Regions from separate parts of the Mus musculus genome. Here region 1 is linked to region 2. Evidence: chromatin contacts called from public Hi-C data. All regions are on one chromosome and are shown on one strand. The core of a region is the stretch at or near the end of the contact, and the rest is flanking DNA. Distances in the headings are between cores, read along the strand shown. Region 1 overlaps Setd4 (SET domain containing 4). Region 2 overlaps Rcan1 (regulator of calcineurin 1).

Region 1 (5,903 bases), core at 1,462-3,961, 1.2 Mb after region 2:
TGACTTCCTTTAGTGATGAACAGCAATGTGGAAAGTGTAAGCTGAATAAACCCTTTCCTCCCCAACTTGCTTCTTTTCTTGGTCATGACGTTTTGTGCAGGAATAGAAACCCTGACTAAGACACACATGAACTGCTTACAGTCAGAGCCACCACAAGACAACTACAAGGACTCAGAACAGGCCAATCTCAAAGCCAGCCGGCTTCCTAACTCACTGGACAAGTCCCCACTCACACTTTTCTTTACAGAGAAATCCCTGCATGCATTTATCATGTGTTGTCAGTGTACCACATACATACGGAAGGGCAGAGGGCAAATTACCGGAGCCAGTTCTCTCCTTCCACCCTGGACGTCCTGAGGCCTGAACTCGGGTCACCAAGCTTTACGGCAAGCCCCTCCTCCACCCACTGGCCCGTCCCATCTCGCTGCCCCAGCTCTGGCTCTTGTGTCTCTAGGAAGCATACTTGATATTCTGCCTTACGAAGGCAGACAGTGTCTCCTGAGAGTTACTATACTATACTCGTCCCAGCCTACACAGATGAACATAAGCCGGGCACTGAAGCCTCTGGCGGCTTGCTCAGGGCTTAGCTGCTTCTTCTACCTGAGTGCTGAGTAAGTTTCCACTCACGACAGGCTTACTCCCTCTGCAGCAACAATGACGCCTCAGAACAAAGATGCCTGCTTCCTCCCAGCCGTGACACTCACACTCATCCGCTAAGCAGCTCTCTTCCCACTCCACCGTCCTGGTTCATGACCCGGATGAACCGATCAATCAGTATCAATCAGTTGTGCTGATTTTACTTCAACAAAGAAATTCCACTCAGGAAGCGCAGGCAGGCTCTGCCTGAGAAACTGAATGTTGCCTAGGACAGCTCTTTCCATTAGAACGGGAAATAACCACTATCAGCCAGTCCAACCTGCCGAGACAGGAACGCAGGCGTGAGGATTGCGGACGGAGACAAAGCCATACTCCAGGAGCAGCCTCTGGTTATCATGGGGGCCGTAGCAGATGAACACCTCCTGGTGCTTCCTACAGCGCGAGGCTGTTCTAATCTCATAGCACCTGGTTTTCTCGTTAAACGCCGCTTTTACCTACAGGAGAAGGTATGAGAGTCCTCTTGTTAGCGCAGGCCTAAAGGCTCATCAAGCCACCATGGTAATTTCAGTACGAGGCAGTGTGACACGCTCAGCAGGGAGACTCCCACGGACAGAGAATCCGACTCCTGCACTTCAGCCTGTTCCCTCCTCCATCTCGCCCTTACCCAGGTGAGGGAGGAACTCCAGTCATGGACTCTGAAAATGACCAAGCGTGACATCTGTTGGGAGTTGATCTGTCACAAACAGCCTAAGAGAAGAAACTATGGCAGTACTAAGACTGTTGTTAGCAGTTGCAAAGGCTCCACCAACTGTGGTCTTGATCACTGGCTGTTATTTGTTAATAGTTCTTTAAGGTAAGAAAGGTCTTTTGTAGCTCAGGACCCTCAGGCTCCCACCAACTATGGCTGGGGCTTTCTATGGTCATCTATAGAATCACCAAGGTCCACAAATGTCCACAAACAGCAATAAAATCCAAGTGAGGCTGCTGGGGAATGACTGAGTCCCTGTGTCCAGCCTCACATGCTCTGTGTGCCCAGTGTCACTGCCTGGATCGGGGAAAGGCCTGGCTCAGCACAGGGCCCGCAGGCCTGGAGGGCAGCGCAGTGCAGAAGCTCAGCAGACATTTGCTAGAATGACGACAGGGCAGCATGAAGGCGGTGGCCCGGCACATCCACCTGAAGCAGGCTACACCTCCACTACCATTCCATCCTTGACTCAGAACCCTTGTCCCTACATGGCAGGCTTCTGTAACGGCAGGACCTGTCTCCATGCCGCCCTCTCACCTGCACATGTGGGCTGTGATTCAGCAGGTCCAGGAACGGAGCAAGCGCACACGTGTCCGGCTCTGCGGAAAGGCACTCCTGCCTCCTGGACCTCAGGTACACAGCCCTGGTGTTCACCGTGCACCAGGCCCACAGGAAGGCTCGGTAGCTGAAAACGCTGTCCACAGGCTCTGCAAACAGAGGCTGCAGGGTAGAGAAGAAGCCTCTAGCGGAGGTAAACAGGTCCTGCACTCGGGCTCTCTGCTCTTCCGCCTTCGCCTTTAAAGGGCTGGGAAGAAGATCTACCACTTCCGGCTCCAAACACACCGGGCAGGTGTATGACTTGGGTAAGATGTCCAGGTAAGACTTCCAGAGGGACCGACAGCCGGCATGCTTTTCTGAGACTAAGAAAGTACACAAGGCCAGCAGAGGAGACACAGGAGGCTTCCACCTGGTGAAATGAGGAGACAGATGGGAAGAGTTAAAGTGTGGACTCTCACAATGTCGTCTGCCTCAGAGGGGCTGTGTTCAAACTGTCAACTCTCCAAGACACAGGCATCTTTCCTAGGGCCGTGCCTCTCCCGAGCCGCCACTTCCGTGACTAGCAGGTAAGATTCACTCCCGTTTAAAAACCCAACACCTTGTTTCCAGCCTGGTTCTCCTGCTGAAGGCTTCTGAGTTTTACCGTGTAAAGGTAAATAACACAGGGTAAATAACACAGGGTAAATAACACAGGGTAAATAACACAGGGTAAATAACACAGGGTAAATAACACAGGGTAAATAACACAGGGTAAATAACACAGGGTACAGAGGGTAGAAGGACAGAGCCACGCCAGCCAACACAGTGAATGCTGGCTCAAGTAACTATTTCAATTTAAACTACTACTCATTCTTTGCCGGGTGTGGTGGCGCACGCCCTTAATCCCAGCACTCGGGAGGCAGAGGCGGGCGGATTTCTGAGTTCGAGGACAGCCTGGTGTACAGTGTGAGTTTCAGCACAGCCAGGGCTACACAGAGAAACCCTGTCTCGAAAAACCAAAAAAAAAAAAAAAAAAAAAAAAACCAAACCAAAAGGAATCATTGTTTAGTAACACAAGGCACATTCCCATTCCAGTCACTGCACAGGCATCTGTGGCTCCTGGACAGTGCAGAACAAAGCAGCCACACCTTTGCTGGGGGTTCTACTGGACGGCACCACCAAGACAGAACTGTGGAATCCGAAACTCCCAGGTTCTAATACAAATCATGTAGCTGCTGAATAATTACTCATAATTCAGTCCCTAAGGCACAAACAGACTCAGAAACATTACCGTTATTCTTCGAAGCCCAAATTCCCATGTTACCACACACTGTACTGCGATCTGAGTGACTCAGAGAATAAGGGCCAGAGAGCATCTTCACTTTGCACAGGCACATAGAGAGCCAGGGGTACAGGGTTCATAGAGAGCCGGGGGAGGGGCCTATAGAGAGGGGGGGTAATGGGGTTCATAGAGAGCCGGGGGAGGAGCCTATAGAGAGGGGGGTAATGGGGTTCATAGAGAGCCGGGGGAGGGGCCTATCGAGAGGGGGGGTAATGGGGTTCATAGAGAGCCGGGGGAGGGGCCTATAGAGGGGGGGGGTAATGGGGTTCATAGAGAGCCGGGGGAGGAGCCTATAGAGGGGGGGTAATGGGGTTCATAGAGAGCCGGGGGAGGGGCCTATAGAGAGGGGGGGTAATGGGGTTCATAGAGAGCCAGGGGAGGAGCCTATAGAGAGCTGAGGGGTAATGGGGTTCATAGAGAGCCGGGGGAGGGGCCTATAGAGAGCTGGCGGTAACGGGGTTCATAGAGAGCAGGTGGAGGGGTATCCACTTGGGTTAAGGGTCAGCACCATCTTTGAACCCAACGTAGAAATAATTTCTGCTGAGGCTCTCCCTCCTCTGACTTCAGGGATGCTCTGAAAGCAAGGCTCACCACCACATGCCCAGGACGTGGCTCTCAACCTACAGCACCTACCCTCCCCCATTCCTAACTAAAGCTCTGCCCTAAGGTCAAATCTGTTCAAAGGTGAAGAAGCCAAGCTGGTACAACAGGGTGAACCTGGGACAGTGGCCTAGCATCTGCCAAGCTTTCTAGGGTAGAAGGAAACAGCCACACCATTGTCACGTACACCATCCCATCCCATGCTCACTTTCTAGTAAATAGGGGACAGGGTGAGCACCACATCCTAGGCAGCCTGGAAAACCTTGGAAACACAGTTCACACTGAACCAAGAACAACCCTGGAAGAGAATAAACCTTCAATCGTACTAAGTATTTCTCGGCTAGCCGAGAGCTGGGTCCTCACGCCCTGTGCTGCCGACGTGGGCTGTGAGCAGCACTGGCAGACACCAGGTGTGAGGTGTGGTCACTTACTTCTTAATGTAGGGCCCTAGGGAGCTTCGAATCACAGTGTCCGTGGTGAGCAGACAGCTCTCAGGCAGTGAGATCATCACCTGGCCCTCCTTGCCAAAGAGAAAGCAGAGTTTAGGAAGAACACTGCGGAAGTAAAACCTCAGCTTTACCAGGACAAGCAGTGAGGATGAGCATGGGCTTCAAGATTAGCTCTGATTAACCAAAGACCAGCATCGTGGAGATCAGATCTTCTGGGGGCACTTCCTCAGGGTCAGCACACGGAGGCTGGGGCCCAGTGGGGGAGCCAAGGCTGCACATCAACAGGGTAAACAACGTTTACGTAAGTGTCTGAAGCAACAGCTAAGGCTTGGCACTGAGACCCAAGAGAGGCCGCTGGTGACGGTGCAGCCTCTGTTGCAATGGAAATGCCAGGGCTGAAGGGCCATGGGAAGAAACAAGTTTGGCACTGTCAGAGGCCAGGAGAGGACACTGGTGAAGGTACAGCCTCAGCTGCAGAGGAGATCCCAGTATCCTGGGGATGCCAGGACCATGAGGTGACCACGAGGGACCGCAGCAGGAGTGGAGTGGAGCTGGCCTCAGCCTACAAGACAAGCTGTGGGTGTTCATGGATGGCAGAGCCCAGGAGATCGCGAGTGAGCTCCAGATGCCAGACAGCGAGCTCCAGAATCAAGAGGTACAATGCAGGACTTAGGCTTTGATTGAGCATGATGTGTCTTATGCCTTGGTTCTTCTCTTTCGGAGTGAGACAGCATTTAACTTGTTTTTCTAAGTCTCATAATTTTTATTATATCACATATTTTCATTGCATTCAACAAAACTCAGAATCTCTTTGAATCAGGTTCAAATCTATACAACTAAATCAGCCAACAAAAAATACTTTAAAAAAGAAAAAGAATTCAAACCACCAAAAGATACAGTATATATATTCACAACACATATAGAAGTGGAAGCCAGGCTGAGTGTGGTGGTGCACGCCTTTAATCCCAGCACTTGGGAGGCAGAGGCAGGTGGATTTCTGAGTTCGAGGCCAACCTGGTCTACAGAGTGAGTTCCAGGACAGCCAGGGCTACACAGAGAAACCCTGTCTCGAAAAAACCAAAAACCAAAAACCAAAAAAAAAAAAAAAGAAGTGGAAGCCAACAGAAAAAGACAACTAAGTAACAGACATACAAACTCCCGGGATCTGTCCATGTTCTCCTTTCCTCACTACACAACACACCTCAAACAGGTCTGAGGAGTCGGAAGAGTCTTGCAAGACTTCCTTAGAAGGTAAAGAAAAGTATTGAAAATGTGCTTAAATGTCTTATAAATAATATTAACGAGGATGGTCTCAGTATTCTGTCTGGCTTCAGCCTCCTCCTCAACCCTGCAGCACGTGGCTGCCTGCAGACTTTCTCTGACGTTGCGCCCCCACTTTACGGCATTATGATCTATACCAGTGATACCTGAAGGAGAAGTGAGAACTCAGCAGGATGGGTAAAGTCCCGCAGCGCATTAGCTCTACACGTCAGAGCTGCATTGTGAAAATAATCCACCTTTTCAAGTGTCATTCCAAATGACAGTCTACCTCAGTGAGGTCCGAATTGAGAGACTGCCTCCATCTGACTGACTTGTGGGCATATGGGTGGGACACATCCTACTGTGGGTGATG
Region 2 (5,767 bases), core at 352-2,851:
ACGGCTGTTTTCTTTCTTGGCTTATTAGATTTACAAAATTTCCACAGTGCATATTAACTAAGTTTTGAATAACAACAAAGCTTTTGTTTCTTCCCTTCCCTTACTGGATGCTATACTTTAGTAATCAAGGTTAACAGATATGCTACATAAAGTTCAAGGTTAGAAGACTGATTCAGTATTATGGCCATTAATTTTATACTATGTTTATTAGCTAAAATTCCCCATAATTTTGGTCTTGTGTGTGTTCACATGGGTGCACATGTATGTGTGCATAGACCACAGACATAATACCAGCTGTAGTTAGTGCCTCAGGTCCTAACCACCTTGTAGTCATGAAACAAGGACTCTCATTGGCCTGAAATTCAGTAAGTAGGTTTGGCTGGCTAGCCAGAGTCCCAGGGATCCACTGGGCTCTGCCCCACCCAGTCCTAGGCTCACAGCATACATCACCATACCCAGCTTGCTGTGTGTGGCTTCTGGGGATTGAACTCAGGTCCTCATGCTTGCAAGACAAGTTCATTACAGACTGAGCTGTTAGCCCAGTCCATGCCTGGTGGTTTTATTCTGTATTGTCAGTCATTGATTCCCTTCCCTTCGCTTCTCTTCCCTTCGCTTCTCTTGGCTTCCCTTCGATTCCCTTCCCTTCCCTTCCTTCTCCCCTAGTCTTCCTTCTGTTCTGTCCTCCCTCCCTCCCTCCCTCCCTCCCTCTCTCCCTTTCTTTCTGTCTTTCTGTCTTTCTTTTTCAAGACAGGGTCTCTCTGTGTAGCTCTGGCTGTCCTGGAACTCTCTCTGTAGACCAGACAGGTTTTGAACTCAGAGACCTGCCGGCCTCTGACTCCCAAGTGCTGGGATTAAAGCCGTGTGCTACGACTGCTTAACTACTGATTTTTTGTTTGTTTGTTTTTGTTTTTTTGGGGGGGGTTGTTTGTTTGTTTTCGAGACAAGGTTTCTCTGTGTAGCCCTGGCTGTCCTGGAACTCACTTTGTAGACCAGGCTGGCCTTGAACTCAGAAATCCGCCTGCCTCTGCTTCCCAAGTACTGGGATTAAAGGCGTGCGCCACTATGCCCTGCTCGCTACTGATTTTTTAAAAATCCCGTTTTTAAACCAAAATTTTACTAGAACTATTTATTTTACTAAAGACAAAAAAGACACACAGAAAGACCAAACCAAACCAAACCACCAACACCAGCAACAACAACAAAAACCTGTTCTGTGAACCATCTTTAGTTAATGAACTGTATTGGCTGAGGTGTCTGCAGTACAATCGGGGCCAGGGAACGGTCACTTGATTCTCTCGGGTGATGTGCCGTAGGTGGCTGGACCAGGCTCTGCGTAAGTGTGGGCAGACCTCAGAGCACAGAACATTCCGCAGACACCAGTGTGAGGCCAGCAGTGAGGGTCTAACACCCGCTGGGCTGGAGGGGCCACTGTGTGGGCTCTGCTCTTGAATCTCTCCCTGCTCATCTCTGTTTCCACTTCTCTAAGGCACTGGGATCATCTCTGTCTCTGTCTCTGTCTCTGCCTCTGTCTCTGTCTCTGTCTCTGCCTCTGTCTCTCTCTGCCTGGCTCCTTCCTTGGAATCACCCTTCTAACAAGTCTGGAATGTTACCCAACAAACTTTCCCCATTACAGCACTAATGATAACAGCTGTTTAATGTACAAGGCCTTCCAAGAGAATTTGTATTTAATCAGCAAATTCTGGAGATCAAAGTCTCAACTCCAAAGGAATGTATTGCTAAAGGGAAAATTCCAGGCAAGAAGTCAGCTGCAGAGGAAAACTCCCAGGGCCCAAAGTCCAGGACCTACATCAGTCATGCTTTCAAGTCTCTAAGGAAGAAAATGATCAATGTCTCCATCCGACCATCACTTGTTAAAGACCTGGTGCACGTTCTAGCTTGCTTTTCTGTTGCTGTGATAAATGGCATGACCAGAAGCAACTTGTGGAGGAAAGGTTTATTTCAGGTCACAATCTTTCACTGAGAGAAGTCAAGGCAGGCTCTCAAGCAGAAATGGAAGTGGAGAACATGGAGGCCATTGCTTACTGTCTTGCTTGTAGGCTCCTGCTCTGCTAGATTGCTTATGAAGCCAAGGCCCACATCCATAGGGATGGTGCCGCCCACAGTGGGCTGAGCACTCCCACTTTGATCATTAATCAAGTCAGCCTTTCACAGAGGTGCCCCGCAGACCAATCTGATTGACACAATGCTTCGGTTGAGGTTCCCTCTTCCCAGGTGACGCTAGCTTGTGACAAATTGTCAATAAGAACTAAGGAGCACAGCATGCTGGGATCATGCTTGCTCCATCACACACCGTGTAAAGGAACCCGAGATTCTTAGCACTCACTACATGATGATTGGTTTCTTCCACTAATGTTAAGGGGAGACCAAGCTATGTACCCTAGAACACTGCAACTCCTTCGCAAGCATTCCCTGAAGGGCACAGAGCCCCAGTCACAGTCTCTGTGGAGATCTGTAGGGGGGATGCATGCATAGTAACTCCTTCCAGTAGCTCCCAGCCAAATCAGTCAGAAAACACTCAGCCATTACCAAGGGTGCAGTACAGGACCCAATAGTTTACTAGGGGCTCCAAATGCCTACGGCACAATTTTTGTCCACATACAGGGGTTAGCACTGCAGCTTGGAAGACAGGACTGAAGGCTGGGTGACAAGGGAATATGGAAGGACTGGGAAACAGCTCGGTTGGTTGGTACAGTTCTCACTTAGCAATCATGAGGATCAGAGTTCAATCCCAAGAACACATGATGAGAAGAGAAAAACAAAACAAACAAACAACAAACACCAAGCTGGGCGTGGTGATGCACATTTGTAATCTCAGCACTTGGGTGGTGGGGAGAGATGGATGCTAGTGCTCACTGGCCGGCTGGCCTATCCCACTGGGCAACAGGGCGGTAAAAATCCCTGCCTTGGAAAAGGGGCTACAGAAGAGTATCCAAGGCTGGCTTCTGACTGCCACAGGCATGTAGGTACACATGAATGTGCACACGTGAGACTCTAAAGAGATGCATAGGTGTTCAGGGATGAGGTGACAGGGGTCTACAAAGGCTAAGTCCACTAGGTGATGAACCCAACTCAGTCAACCAGTGCAACGACAGTACGTTCTGTAGATAAAAGATTTGAGACTAGGGTTAGATTTCAAATGGATAGGAAAAAAATACATCTTTGCTTTTCTCATTCCTATCTGAAAAGCTGATATTTCATGCAGAATCTAAGAAGCCAGCTGCTTTTCTGAAAAGCTCATCTACTTCACTCACTTGGAAAGGTAAAAAGCCATGTACACGCTTCAGGATGCTTGCTCTTAGAATGTAAGCGATGTGCGGCATCTGGAATGTAACAGAGGCTCCGTGCAGCCTCTGGGCCAAGCAAAATCCAGGAAGATGCCTCTGCAGAGATGGAAACTCGGGAGTAACACTCACTGCTTTCTCTTTAAGCACTGAACGTTCATCCTTCTGCAGCAACAGTAAGGGGGCCTTTCCCAGCCGTGCTCACGAGGCAAGAGTTGCAGCTAATCAGATGGGAAGCAAGCACGGAGGGTCAGCCTGCACTGCTTTTCCACCCGTGTGAATTCAAGAGCAGGCTTTGCTGAGCTTTGTGTGTGGAAGGCATAACCATAGAGTAGCTGGTGCTCACGAGAACTGAGACATCGCTTCTATACCCCGACCTCGCTTCTATTTTGGAAGGGTCTCGTTATATAGCCCGACTGGCCTTAAACTTACAGAGATCTGCCTGCCTCTGCCTCTCCAGTGTTGGGACTAAGGGTGTGCATGTCTGGATGGGTAGTTCTGAGGTTAGCATGCTGAGTGGCCAAGGCCTGGATATGACCAGGCTCTAGCCCTTCCCACTAGCAGTTCCTCGTCAACTGCAGCTTGCCAGGTTGTACACAATGAGATTTGCAGCTAGACTCTGGCATGACTGGCCCAGACCCAGGCTGACTGTCCAGTACTTGTGAGGTAGTAGTCTCGTGTGCTGGCTGAAGTGCTCTCAGCTGCACTTCCCTTCTCTGTGAGGTAGAACAGTTTAAGCCAAATGCTTGTCCAGTCAGCAGAAGTAAGTACTCTTCTCAGACATCAGTTGCTAGCAAGCATCATGGCCACTACCTGGGGAAATGGGGCCTATGGGAAATGTGATTTATGCCTCTTCTACTGCAGTAGGGAGAAACCCTAATGTGGCACCTGGTGTCATGGCCTGCATTTCCTGGAGCTTTAACTAGGAAGGCTTGCTTCTGTTCTGTGATTAGATGAAGTCACTTCTGGAGATTATGCAGGGGAGCCTCTCAAAGGGACCTGGCTCTTCCTGAGATCAGACTCAGTGTGAGACATTCTAGCACGGTGGCACGGGCCTGTAATCCCAAGCCTTTGGAGACTGAGATGGGGGAATTCCAAGTTTGAGGTTAGACTGGGCTACCCCGTGAGCTCAAGGCCAGCCTGGGTAACTGTGTGTCTGAAAAGCAAACAAGGCTGGTGAGCCATTCTCTGATGCTGACTCTGACAATGGAGGAGTCTGCTGGCAAGGAAGGCAAGCGCCCTGAGGAGCAAGGCCCACCTCAGGGAGAAGAATCTGAGCAGGCTGAGAAGTAGAGTCCCCTTCACAGATTCCCGACAGCCGTGCAGACCAGCCGGGACCCTGTTTCCAGCCTCTAAGAGTGAGAACACCTCATGAGCGTGCCTGGTCTTCCCACCTCCAGACCTGTCAGACCCTGATGGGGCAAACCACGCATCTGCTGTAACTTGTTCCACAGCGACAGAAACAGACATACATGGCTACTGATTTGCAAAGTGTTTAACAAGCCTTCCAGGTGACCAGCACTGTGCAAGCTGGAGCCCCGCTGGAGCCCCGCTGGAGCCCCGCTGGAGCACTGCTGGCGTGGAGAATGAGCCATCTGGTACAATTCTGACCAAACTGAAGCTGACTTCTGTGCTCACATATATACTTGCATGACCATGGACAACCTGAAAACATCAGCCCAGCTCCCGTGAACACCCCCACAAGAGATGTGAGGAATGACAAGCCCACCTGTGGTTTCCAGTCTCTGGACCACGTCCTAGCTCCAGCCACCTCTCAGCTTGGGTCCTGCCTCACCTGTGACCAGCTCCGGCCACACTGTCCTTGATCACTGATGTTCCCTAAGGCTGTCTTCATGTATGGTGCTCTGAGTCAAACTCTCCCCCCTGGGAGCATCTCCCTCACCCTTTCCTGGTTCATTCGTCCTTTAATAGGAAGTTAGAAGCTCCACTCTGGCTGGAAAGCCTGCCCTGGACGCTTCATGTGAGGGAGCCTGCTGCTGAACTGCATTTTTCTTCTGGCCCAGATGACAATGACAATGTGAACCATGTGTGTCCCTTTAACAACCCAGGCTGTCCATGTGACTCCCCAAGGGCTGGAAAACCAACACCCATACGCTCACACCTTCGCCATTTCTGGGCACCCAGGAGGTGGCTGGGTCTCTGGAATGCTGGGATGGATGAACTAACTGTGCAGCTGCTGTAGACTCCAAAATACTGACCCACAAAGAAGAGACGGGGCTTAGAGGATGGACAGTTGGTGCCGCAGCACCGAGCACCCTGAAGATTGGCTGAGGTAGAAGATGATGTAAGTTTAAAATGAAGGGGGGGCGGGAGAAAGGACCGTAGGGGGTCCTCATCTCTGGATGTAAGTTTTTGTTCTTTTTTGTTTTTGTTTTTGTTTTTTTTAGCATTCCTTCTGTCAGTGTTTCTAAGCCTCTTCCTTGTGGGAGGGGCCTGCTGACCCG

Evidence for each region. A called contact is a pair of places that touch in the nucleus more often than the background predicts.
Region 1: a Hi-C map of liver shows a contact between it and region 2, with 2.1 times the contacts expected there. The contact joins two enhancer-like sites. A contact is called at or near these places in 2 of 484 Hi-C or Micro-C datasets (both in liver), 3 of 115 datasets of contacts at active chromatin or transcription factors (embryonic stem cells and extraembryonic endoderm stem cells) and 2 of 9 other capture datasets (embryonic stem cells and macrophages).

Annotation. Positions count from the first base shown.
Region 1 is chr16:93,588,995-93,594,897 of GRCm38.p6, forward strand. It overlaps Setd4 (SET domain containing 4), which reads right to left. Exons shown (of 12, transcript NM_145482.3): 6 at 4,253-4,341; 7 at 1,880-2,309; 8 at 917-1,091. Among named protein-coding and RNA genes, the nearest start is that of Setd4, 12 kb to the right of the region's middle. Within about 2 kb of position 2,712, at least 27 of the 459 cell types and tissues checked have an H3K27ac peak or open chromatin away from gene starts, as enhancers often do. A contact at or near this core is called in liver, where this site is marked.
Region 2 is chr16:92,406,365-92,412,131 of GRCm38.p6, forward strand. The region is part of intron 1 of Rcan1 (regulator of calcineurin 1); the gene reads right to left. Among named protein-coding and RNA genes, the nearest start is that of Gm29805, 27 kb to the left of the region's middle. Within about 2 kb of position 1,602, at least 11 of the 459 cell types and tissues checked have an H3K27ac peak or open chromatin away from gene starts, as enhancers often do. A contact at or near this core is called in liver, where this site is marked.